2 separate regions of the Sus scrofa genome follow, and region 1 is linked to region 2. The links are chromatin contacts, called in public Hi-C maps. All regions are on one chromosome and are shown on one strand. The core of a region is the stretch at or near the end of the contact, and the rest is flanking DNA. Distances in the headings are between cores, read along the strand shown.

Evidence for each region. Hi-C and Micro-C count contacts between places; a contact is called where the count stands out from the background.
Region 1: a contact with region 2 is called in a Hi-C map of skeletal muscle, with 3 times the contacts expected there. The contact joins the promoter of DSTN here to the promoter of RRBP1 in region 2. A contact is called at or near these places in 1 of 5 promoter capture datasets (liver) and 5 of 47 Hi-C or Micro-C datasets (embryonic fibroblasts, heart right ventricle, liver and 1 more).

Annotation. Positions count from the first base shown.
Region 1 is chr17:25,994,030-26,000,162 of Sscrofa11.1, reverse strand. It overlaps DSTN (destrin, actin depolymerizing factor), which reads right to left and starts at 1,333. Exons shown (of 4, transcript NM_001004031.1): 1 at 1,278-1,333. The coding sequence starts at 1,280.
Region 2 is chr17:26,115,908-26,122,055 of Sscrofa11.1, reverse strand. It overlaps RRBP1 (ribosome-binding protein 1), which reads left to right and starts at 1,802. Exons shown (of 24, transcript XM_021078037.1): 1 at 1,802-2,098.

The DNA of each region.
Region 1 (6,133 bases), core at 84-2,583, 120 kb after region 2:
AATCTTAAATTTTAAGTCTTAAAGTGCTGATCCTCTATGTAGCTTACAGAATTAAATTAAGGAAAAATCAAAAACTGAAAAATACATTCCGGCTACGTATCCTCAAGTCATCAAGAAACCACTGAAGACTAGAAAAACTAATTTCTTTTTCTTCCACTAATGAGCCAATCTGCATAGCCATGAAAGGTGCAATTTCTTAAGAAAACCAAAACTGTTTTCCAGTGATAACATTTTTAATGCAGATACACTGGTACCAACTGCTTTCAGGCAGATAGATGCAGTAACAGTGTAATATTTCTAGCAATGTGGTAAGCCTTTGCCTGCAAATCATTGACCAAAAATGGTAACAACGTGTGCAGACTAAAGAAAATAACAAAATGTTCTACTTGTTCATCCAGTTAAGAACAGTTTTACAGCAAATTAGAGTGAGTTTGGAAGGGGAAATACGTAAATTAAGCAGTCTCCAACGCCTAGAATATACGGAACATCTGTTCACGTTTTAGTGACTCGGATGATTTAATGGACTTTAAAAAGCTTTTTCATTCACTCTTATTAGCATCACCAGCATCATGCCCACACCTTGCACGCTAAGGTTTGGCAGAGCAAAACTGTTTACGGTTTAAAGAAAATTTCTGACCGTACGTGGAGAAACCGGACAGTCAGGGGTTAAAAGAGCCACTGCCTAGCTTGACAAGTACGACGAGAGTGCTGCTGGAAGCTGACTGCCAGACGCGACAAACAAAGCGACCGCGAGGCCGCCCCCCCCACACACACACACCCCGATCCTCATCTTGCCTGGGTCAGGATCGTAGATGATCATTCCGCCCCCCAGGGTTGCTCAATCCAGCATCTCCTTAACGAGGTACAAAAACCTCACCGGTCGAAACTCGTAAGAGTCATGACCGCCTCCGCGCCCAGCTTCGACGAAACCGGCGCTAATCAGGCCCGCGCCGGACTCCGACGCCCCCACCCCGGGAGGTCAGGCCCCGGGTCGAAGTCGCTGTGGGGCGGCGGGGCGGTGGCGCGCGCTCGACCCCGGCCAGTCTACCAAGGCCCGGGCGAAAGGCACCGCCGAGGCGACGCTCACGGCGGCACCGAGCGACGCATTTGCCGGGGGGCCGCCCCGGGGCGCGGGGGCCCAGCAAGTCCGCGGGCGGTGGGAGCCCGAGACCCTGCCCCCGGGAGGCTGCAGCCCAGCCCGGATCCTTCCCCCTCCGTCCCGACCCCCGCGGCGCCACAGCCGCGTCAGCCAACGTCTCGGGCTCCCGCCTGCTCACCATGTTCGCCTCGGCGGTCGCAGAAGCGCGGGAGACCGAGCCGGCCGGAGCCGAGTCTACCGAGTGTTCACCTCACAGCAGCTGGTCCGAGGTATCGAGCCGCGAGGCGACGCGGGGCGTGAGCCTACCAGGGGGCGGGAGCGCGGGCGCGCCTCGGGCCCTAACGCGGCTGCGCACGTCACACGCTGCCCACCGTTGCTACGCAACCGGCCGGCCTAGCAACGCTCTGCCCAGGCGGCCCTTCAGACGCCTGGCCGGCGGGATCTTCTTCACCTTCTGGAGACTGAAGGACTAGGTACCCCTCATCATCTCGTGTCCGTGGGGGCGGAGGTGAGGCCCTCCTTCAACTGCAAGGGAAGAGGAGGCGGAGCTTGGACTGGCGCCTGCGGGCGAGGGTCCGGGGCGGAGCCATGTGGCACCCCGCCCACTGCACCGCCGTTGCCCTTACATGGAAGTAGCCACCTGGCCCAACAGGTGTGCGCCGCCGCTAGGGGCGGGCCTGGGAGGGCGCGGGACGGCGTGGCGTGGGGGGGAGAGGGTTGGGGGTAAAGGGTGGGCGGGGCCCGCGACGGAGAAGACCGGAGGGAGGACCCTCGGGATCCCTAGCGCGGGCGGTCTTGAAGGGCACGCGTCCCGCATTTTTTACCTACTTTGGTGCGATTCCCGCTATCCTCCCCTGATTGGCCCAGCCCGGAACGTCGGGTCCTCGGGAGAGGGGAAAAATCTGCACATTTTTCCTCCTTCCCGAGGCGACTGTGGCCGTTCAAAGTGCTCTGTGAGTCACTGCTAATTTCAGGTCTGGAAAAAAACAAGGAGTGATTTATTTATCTTTGGGTACAGCCCGGGGAAGGAGGCCCTGCAGATCGCAGGGGTGTGGCTGGGAAACGGCGGAGTTGCCTTGGGATGGTGGCGCCAGCCCCGCTGCTACGTTTGGGTTTTGTTTTTTTTTTTTTTTTTAATTTGGGATTGCGTTTTTTTAATGGGCGGTTGCATCAGAAACACAATTTTCGGAGAGCCAAAAGGAATCCCAGTGTTTTTTTCGGAGGGGGTTTTGTGGGGAATAAAGGAAACAAAGAATTTACAGTCAGGATGATTACTTTTAAGTTTTATTTAATTTAGGCTACCGAAAACATCACGGGCTCTACTAAAACTATTTTAATTCTCCCAGTGTGAGGCTTTTGGACAAGATGGTCAACATGTTTTTTGTTTTTTTCTGAGCACTGTATAAAATCTATATTGCCTGTGACTATTATTTTGGCCATTCAACGTAGAAGCTGATTTCTCATTACTCTTCTGTTTTTTGTTTGTTTTTTCTTTTTTATAAGAGAGTAGGTTATGGTGATTCTAAACCTTCACCACCTGCTTCAAGATATTCGGCAGGCTAGAGCAGTGGTTTTCAACTTGAAAGAGAACTTAAAGTCAGATAGATCTGGCTGCCCCACCCCCCAGAGTTTCTGACCGAATTTCTGAGATGAGACTACATTTCTAACAATTCCCAGGTGATGCTAATGTCACACTTTGAAAAGAAAGAACCCATCTGTATGCTGCTACAGCTGGAGCAGCCCTTTGTTTCTCTGTCTGCCTAGGACTCTATGCCAGCCTCCATGTCTAAGTCCTTGAAGGCCTCCTTTCTAGTCCAAGACTGAACTGTGCTTATTTAAGGACACAATTCTGACCTGTTGCAGCCTCTCTTCTGCATTTCTTCCTCCACCCTGCCACCAGAGTTATGTCCAAACATAAGAATCTGGAGTTCCTTAGTGGCTCCGCAGATCAAGGATTCAGCATTGTCACTATTGTGTCATGGGTTCTATCCCTGGCCCAGGAACTTCTGCATGCTGTAGGCATGGCGAAAACATAAGAATCTGATCCTGTTGCTTTGCTGCTTAAAATTTTCTCTGGCTTCCTCCAGAATTCTCAGCAGGTCAGTCTGGCTCTTCTGCCTCTGTCCTCTGCCTACCTTCTCTGTCCTGCCTCTCACGTCTTTCAAAGTTCCCAGTTACCTTCCAGAACCCTTTCTGTTCTAACTGCCATGATCATGGGCCTGCTGTTCTCTGAGCCTGCAGTGTTCCTATCACCCCAACAGTCTGGAGACCTCTGACCCCTTCCCAAGGCTCAACAGTGGGTCCTTCTATAGTCCCACAGTTCATCAAATCTCAATAAGCATTCAGACCACCTGAGGATCTTGTTAAAATGCAAATTTAAGGGTTTAGAAGTGCATGGTGAGGTCTTATGTTTTGCCCTACAATTAGTTCAGCTGCAATCTATTTATACATTTGCTGCTACCACCACCACCGGTGTAGACTGAGAATTCCTTGAGGTCAAAGTGTATTTAGGATGCATCTTATAGGGCCTGGCATAGCCCCTTTTGTACAGTAGGTGTTTAATACGTGTTTGTTCAGTAAGTGAAGTATCTGAAGATATTTTACAATTCATCAAGCCAACATCTGTATCAGTTCATTGTAACCTCAGATAACCCCATTTTTCTTAAGATTATTAGTTTCCTAAATATTTTCATTCTTTCTCATCCCACAGAGGGAAGAAGTTTTAACATAAGGTCTCCTCTTAAACATGAGACTGAGTGTATTCCACTTCTAATTTACAAAACATTTTGCCTACTTAATAATCAGTGAAGATATAGGTGCTTTCATTTAAAACCATTAAAAGAATAGACATAAACGAGGCACTTGCAGGGGGATGTGTGTTAATCAACAGTCTAGAAAAAAATTTTTTTCTAGCGGACATAACCCTGGCATTCTATAGTGCAGAAAAACTGTTTTCAGCATCTCCCCTGCCTCTTCACAAATGCACCTGTTGTCCAGTCCTTATCCTTATTTATGACTATAGCCTTGTCTAAAAATAATTTTAATCATATTAGTAAGATATGAATGTCTTTTCATATGAAAGATTCAAATACAATAAAGAAAGCCCCCAGAGCACCTCTGCCCTCCATCCCAACAGTAATCAGGCCCCTCCTCCCAAGTAACCTCTGCTATGATGTGGTGTACAGCCTTAGAGGGAAATAAGCAGTGTTGCAGGCATTTTGTATTGTAGTTTGCTTTTGTTGATGATGCTTTGTGTAGTGGCTTTGTGCTGGGTCTGGGGTGTCCTGTAGCTTGTAGCTTGCTGCCTGATTTTCTTGATTTTCTGCCTGCTGGATCCATCCATTTCTGATAGAGTAGTATTGAAGTCTCCAACTGTGACAGTGGATTCATGTTTCTCCTCACAATTCTGCCAGGTTTTGCCTCAAGTAGACCTACGCTCTGTTGTTGGGAGCAGAGAGACAGGAAAGAGGCCTTAAAGGAGGACTGACCCCTTAACATTATGTCACACACACACCCCTTTTTTTTTAAAGGGCCACCTTGCAGCATATGGAAGTGCCCAGGCTAGGGTCTAATCAGAGCTGCAGCTGCCAGTCTATACCACAGCCACAGCAATTCCAGATCCTCGCCAGATCCAGCCGTGTCTGTGACTTGCACCACAGCTCATAGCAACACCAGATCGTTACCCCACTGAGCAGGGTCAAGGATCAAACCCTTGCCCACATGGATACTAGTCAAGTTCCTTAACGCTGAGCCACAACAGAAACTCTTGTCCTGAGTTTCTTCATCCCTAAGAATGTTCCTTATTCTGAAGTTGGGTCTGTCTGAAATAAATGCAGCTACTCATGCTTTGTTTTGATTAGTGTCAGCATATGTTTTTCTCTGTTCATTTACCTTTTTTCATTTTTTGTATGCACCTGTGACACGCAGAAGTTCTGGGGTCAGGGATCGAACCCACACCACAACAGTGACCCAAGCCACTGCAGTGACAACTCCAGATCTTTAATCTGCTGCTCCACAAGAGAACACCTCCATTCATTTACTTTTTTTGTTTCTTTTTAGGGCTGCAGCTGCAGCATATGAAAGTGCCTAAGCTGGGGTCGAATTGGAGCTGTAGCTGCTAGCCTATGTCACAGCCACAGCAGTGACAGATCAAAGCCCCATTTGTGACCTCCCCCACAGCTCACAGCAATGCTGATCTTTAACCCACTAAGTGAGGCCAGGGATCGAACCCGCATCCTTATGAACACTAGTTGGATTCATTTCCGCTGCACTACGAGAACTCAGGTTCAGTCTTCTACTGAGCCTGAGCTTCAGGACTGTGGACATGACAGGTGCTTCTCAGTGCTTGTCTCCCTTCTCCTCCCAATTTGGATGGAGTTGGATACTTCCCTTACCCAGAGCAGTTAGGCTCTGATAAAATTTTGCTTGGTTAAGCTCTGCATAACAGGTTTCCCCTGAGGGCAGACCTTGTTAAGAAGACTGAAGTACCCTGGGGAGTTTCACAGTGGCCCCTTCCCTCTCCCTTACTGGAAGCAGGAAGGGATTTTTCTCTGAATCTTACTGTGGGAAGCTTGTAGAGCTTCAGGAAGCAGAACCGAAGTGCAGGGAGGCCCCTACAACTGAGTTCCAGACTTGTCCACACTGTTCCTCCAGCAGCTTGTCCCACACAGTTCAGGTTTTCCTTCCTGGCCCTTGTTCTTACAGTGACTTCCATGTGAGTCTCTGGGAAGCCACAGCTCCCTGTATTTTCCCGTCTCCAGTTTTAGGGGCAGCGGTTGACCACATGTTCTACTCTCCCTAACAGATCCAAGAAGAATTGTCTGTTCAGCTTTTTTTTCTTTTTTTTTGTTTTTTTTTTGTTTTTTTCTGGCTTTTTAGGGCCACACCCTGAGGCATATGGAAGTTCTCAGGCTAGGGGTTGAATTGGAGCTGCAGCTGTCGGCCTGCAACACAGCTACAGCAACGCCAGATCCGAGCCCTGTCTGCGAACTGCAGCACAGCTCACAGCAATGCCAAATCCTTAACCCACTGAGC
Region 2 (6,148 bases), core at 553-3,052:
GCACTCAACAAACACAGGTGAATGAATGAAAGAATGAATGAATGAATGAATGAATCTCCTCTCTAAAATGCAGAGAGTGGAACAATTGTCCTAAAAGAGTACACCCGAGTTCAGAAAGGTTAACTGGTTTACCCATGATCAATTAGAACTAGCTGGTAACATATGCCAGCCAGAAACTGGGATTCTTCGTCTTTTTTTTTTTTTTTTTTCATTTTAAGGCCACACCCACAGCCTATGGAAGTTCCTGGCTTTGCTAGGGAGGGGTCAAATCAGATCTGCAGCTGTCAGCCTCTACCACAGCCACAGCAACTTAGGATCCAAGCTGCAGCTGTGACCTATACCAGAGCTTGCAGTAATGCCAGATCCTTAACCCACTGAACAAGGCCAGGGATCAAACCCACATCTTTGCAGATACTAGGCGGATTCTTAACCCGCTGAGCGACAACAAGAACTCCAAAACTGGGATTCTTGACTTTCATGTCAAGCTGGGGCTCACCACTGGAAAAAGACTGAATGTCAAAAGCTAACCCAGGTTAATTCCTATTGATTAATCATTAATGTGCTAGGGAACTGCTGAGATTAAAAATAGGAATGAATGGTTAATTTCAACTCAGCTGCTCTTTATTTCCTCATGATGACTTATTTCCACATCTTTCCAACAACTTGTTCAAAGGGGAAGGGGGTACGGGAAATTGTCTAAGAAACAGATATTAGGAAGAGGTTCTGCAGCCAGGGGGTTGGGGAGAAGTGGTATGGAGCAGATTAGCTGGCAGCCGCCCTTTGGCCTCTCAGAAAACCTTAATTTCAAAGAAACTGGTTTTGGCTCAATGTTCAGAGTTAGCTTTAAGAGACACTGAGAGAATGGTTAAAAAGCAGGCCTAAAATTATCTTAATTGAAAGTCTTATTTGGTTATGAAGAGTGTTGGCTTACTTGGGTGGAAGGGGGGGAGGAAGTCTTGTAACGAAGTACCATTTGCTCAGTTTTCTGGGAAGTGGGTGAGTTTATCTGGGTCAGGCCCTTTCACCCTCTCCATTGCAAAGAGTAAAACGCCCTAAATAGAATTGCAATTATTGTTCTGCCAGCTGTGGTTTGGACGAGTAACTCAGACTGTGCCTCAGTTGTACCCTCCCTAAAAATGGGTGCACTGACGTTCACCTCCATTCTTTGTGCACCATCTGGCCTTTCCGCCCCCGATTCCTCCATTTACTCAGGAAAATTCCTTCTGGTGCTGACTGAAATATCTTTGAAGATAGCGACGTGCCCTCTCGGGACTGACCGCCAGCAGAACTTGTCCTCACATCCAGGGCCCGGAGGGGGCGCTGCTGCGGGGGCAGTTAGCTGGTTTTAAATAAAGCATTTCTCGCGGCTGTTCCTGTGTTGCGCAACCCTGCTCAGGGTGACACCCACCGCCACCTCAGCCTGGAGGGGTTCAGGGGCGCAGGCGCAGCGCCGCCGGGATTCGAACCTTCCGGGTCCAGCTGGGTCAGAGCCGGCCCCCTGACAGTGACTGCAAGCAGGGCCGAGGGCCCGGAGTGGGCGGGGCCGGCCGGCGCCCCCTCCCCCTTTTGGCTGGGCGTTCCGGCCCCGCCCCGCCCCCGCGCCGGCCCGAGCGTCGCGCCGCTCGGCTCCGCCCCTCCATGGCCCCGCCCCCGCGACTCCCCGCAGCTCCTCCCCTCTCCCATTGGCCGAGGCGGAGACCCTCCTCTCCGCCCAATGGCCGCCGCAGCGTCTCGGCTTCCCGCGTTCTGACTGGCCAGCGACAGGCAGAGTGGCGGGGCGCGGACCAATGGGGAGAGGCGACTCGATGAATGGCTGGCCCGGGTGGGGAAGGCAGGAGGCGGCGATCCTGGCGGAGGGGGCCGTTCGCCAGCTCCGAGGCAGAAAGTGCCACGACTCCACACGCGCGCACGCAGCCAGCGAGCGGCCGGAGCGGACGGCAGACGGGGCGGGCGGCGTCGAGGTCGCGGCGCCTGCAGCTGCTCGGAAGCGGCTTTTCGGCGGAGGCTCAGCCGTCTCCTCTTTCCCGGTTTCGCGGCGGCGGCGGCGGCGGCGGCGGCTCCTGCCCTCTCGCTCTCCCTCCCGCGTCTCCCGCTGCAGGTAAGAAACTTGGCCCGGCCCTGCAGCAGTAGCTGCGGCTCGCGGGCTGGGCCGTCGGGGCGCCGAGGCTGGGGCCGGGGCCGGCCGCGCCGCGAGTGACACGTCTCCTTGGCGGCCCCTCCCCCGGCGGCGCCGCCCGCCGTCGCTATGGCCGTGGACCCTCGGGGTTGGGACAGGCCTGGGGGGGGGGGCGTGTGCTGAACCGAACCCCGTGCAGGGGCGTCGGCCGAACGCGTCCGCAGTGTGGACCCCACGCCCCTCGCCGTCGGCTGGACCTGCGGCGGCCCCGCTGCGCGACGTGGCCACCCCTCCTTCCCCGCCGGGCCGTCGGGCCGGCTGGCGCGCACCGAAGTTGGGTGAAGAAAGTTGGCGGCGGGGCGGGGCGGCCCACAGCTGGCGAAGGAAGGGGTTAAGTTTCGGGAAGCGGCCGGATGACGTTGCCGGGCTGGAGTCCGGGCTGGAGGGGGTGGGGGGGCGGGCGGAAGGCGGCGGAGGCCGGCCGGGGGGAGGGGGCGGGATTGAATGGGGGCCCCCGCCGGGTGAGAGCGCTTGGCTGCAGGCTGCGACCCGGGGGCGCGGCGGGGTCCGGGCGGCCCCGACGGGGCGGGCAGGGGACTTAGGGCTGCGGGGGACGCCGTGCGGGGACCGGGACGGTCCAGGTCCGGACGCCCGGCGGCCGCGGTGGCAACTTCCCGAAGTGCTGGAGGCGTCTCCCTGCTCCCCCTGGCGGTGGGGCCGGGGGCGCCTTTTCCCCGGCCGGGCTGCGCGAACCCAGGCGCGAGGGCTCCCGGCGCGGGGACTGGGGCACCCCGAGCCATTCCTGGCCCGCCCCTTCGCGCCACGATGAATGGACTTGCGGTGCCAGGCCCAGGCGGAAGCGGCATCTCCGGCCCGGCCGGCCAAGCACGCTGGCACCCGGCCTGGCGCCCGCCCAGGGCCGCCAGGCTCCCTGGCCGCGCCCTGGGCAGGGGAAGGCGGGATGGGGTCTGCGCTTCCAGTGAAGCATCTGGGAAGCCTTGGGGACCTCTCCCCAGATTATAGGTCGCAAATGGTAGCTCGCTGTGGTGTCAGGGTTAAAGGGAATGCGCCTCTGAAAGCCTAGCACCTTTGAGAGTGACCTCGGCCAAGCTCTTTCACTACAGTGTCCACTTCCACGTGTGAAAAACGGGACTGCCTATCTTTTCTATTTGAGAGAAAAGCTGTGACAACCCAGCACATGTAGGGAGTAGTCAACAAGTGTTGGCTGTTACTGCTGGATGAGTTTCTAGGGGTTTGGGGGGCTGGGGAGTTAAGTGGGCTCCGGGTTGTGCTCCAGCCTGCTTGCTGCAGACTTCAGGCTTGCCACGTCTCAGGGTCTGGATTCCACCCTCATACCACGCTTACAGACCCTCTGCTCAGCTTTCTTAACCTCTCTGAACCTGGATTTCCTTATCTGTAGCCTGGAGATAGACTCACCCACTCACAGTAGGGTCGGGAAGCCCCCCAGGTAAGTGCTGGGAAAAACTGGGACGTTGTGCAAACACTAGGCACTTTGGCAATAATTCCTGGAGGTCAGAGGTCAGCAGAGACTAGGAAGCACTGGGGAAATGAAACTTTAAAGGTTCTGGGGAGCCTCCCAGGTCACTGTTTGCCTGGTGTGCTGGAACCATCAGAGCAGGGGCGTCTGGATGGCTTTTCTGGAGTTTGGGGAAGTGGACCCAGTGGGGCCTCAGGCCCCAGGCCAGAGATCTTCCTGACTCTGGGTATTGAGTGTCCAGCACCTCCAGGCAGGAGAGCTGCCTGTTTTACAGCAGCCCTGCGTGGTCTATCAGGGAACACTCTGCCTTCGCCCGGACACTTTCCTCTGTGCTTGGTCGGTCATCTTAACTTGCCGTTAATCTGACACCGGCAAAGGCTTGGTGATCCTGCAGTGTCTCAATTCCTTTATGAACTCTGCAAAGGTCAGCCCCACTCTAGGCTGCCAACTTGTTTCCCTTCCAGAAAGAAGCTTCCGGTTCTGAGGTCCTGGGGATGCCACTTCCCTCTCTGTGAGCAGAGGACGAAAGCTGGAGGCAGCTGTAGAGCAGTGCATGCATATCTGGCTTGCAGGGTTTCTGGGCCTGTGGACAAGGCTGGGGCTGGGGACAAGGTGGGGAGAGGGGGACAAGAAAGGTGTCTTGAGGTCTAGAAACAGAGTGTCCAGTGTGTAAGGCCAGAGGTGCTATGTTGTAACTGAACTCTTTTCTTTCACAGTTAGGAATCAGCCTCTGAACATCTATACAGAGATGAAGAAGTTAGATTGGTACCTTGGTACATGAATGTTTTAGGGGCATGGCAGAGTTTTAAATAAATCCTGAATCTTGAGTCACATTTGAACAGTTATGTTCTTTGCCGAAATGAGGCCTAAGTCAACAGGCTGTAGCGATTATACAGCACCACATTCCACATGAGTGGTTGAATGCATGGAATTTCGTTGGAATACTGGTTTATTACGTATCAGGGCCACCTTTTAAAAACGCCAGGACCTGATTCTTCTTACTTGTGCTCTTATCCAAGAAGCTGTATCTAGGAGGTGAGTGACACGTAGGCTGAGAGTCAGCAGTTCTTTCGACAATCTAGATTTTTCCTTGCCGAAATCTTGTTGCAGGAGACAAAAAATAATAGTCCGATTAAGAAGGTGGAGACAGAGCTGTCCACGTGTACATCCTGCTTCTGTTGTGGTTAAGGCCTGGCCCGTAGCAATGAATGTCAGAATGAGGTGGAACGCTGTCCTCGTTACGTTTCCTCATCAGTTATTCAGCTCTCTAATTGGACAACAAAGCTGAGCCCAACTCGATTTTTAAGGTTTACTGTTTTTTGGTTTTTTTTTAAATCTTACTTATGGCCACAGCAGCGGCATATGGAAGTTCTCAGGCTAGGGGTTGAATTGGAGCTGCAGCTGCAGCTGCCAGCCTACAGCCACAGCCATGCCAGATCCAATCCGTATCTGCGACCTACACCACAGCTCATGGCAACAATGGATCCTTAACCCATTGAGTGAGGCCAGGGATTGAACCCATATCCTCATGGATACCAGTCGGGTTCGTTACCACTGAGCCTCAGTGGGAACTCTGAGGTTTATTCACAGGATTGATATACATCTGGGCCTCTCAGCAGCCTTTTTCTGCAGAGTAGGCATGGTTGTTCCCATTCTGTGGATGAGAACATGGAGGCCAAAAGGTCAGGTGGTCATCAGGCTGGTTCCTGCTGCCCAACTGCTGGGTGGTGTTGCCCCGGCTTTCTAAATGTTCACCTCCAGGCCATATAGGTCTGCACCCACTGGGATCAGAACTCACCAAGGGAGCACACAGAACCGGAGGGCGGAAGTGAAGAGCTTCAGTGTAAGGCGGATGGGGAATCAGAGTGAAACATGGTGGTGCCAAGAAAGTGGTTTTCTTCCTCAGGTGTCGCCATACCTTCACCTGCTCTACAAACTAGCAAACCTCATTCTTATCTGAAGACGCTCTCATTGAGAACCGATTGTCTATATGGTAGCCACACAGTCATAGTCAAGCTTAATTAAAGTCAAATAAAGTTAAAATTCAGTTCTTGGTCACTGAAGTGCCTGACGCCATGTGTTGGTCAGTGCAGATTTCAGATCATTTCCCTCATTACAGAGAGTACACTTGGACAGCACGGGTCTAGAGGGAGCTGGTATCCTGTGAACATTCAAGCCTCTGTTCTTGATCATGGAGGGATATGGTCACGTTAGACCGTCTGAAATGTCCATCCTGTAGGTCAGAAACAGTTGACTAGAGGCAGTTCCCGCACTTCAGCGTAATAAGAAGTCGCCTTTAGAAAGCAATTATTCCGACTCTTTGTGTGCATTATAAATTGCTTATTAAGGAGAAAAGGGGAGGAGGGGACAGCACACACAGTGGCCCTTGCTCCAGAGAGGTTCTGACTCAACACCGGCAGCATCCAGCTGGTCAAATGTACCAGACATGGAGAAGAGGTCTTGGGCAGAAAGCATGTGGCTTGTAGGGAAAGTGAGGACTTGGGCAAGAAGGCGCTGCTTCGCATTATGGAAGA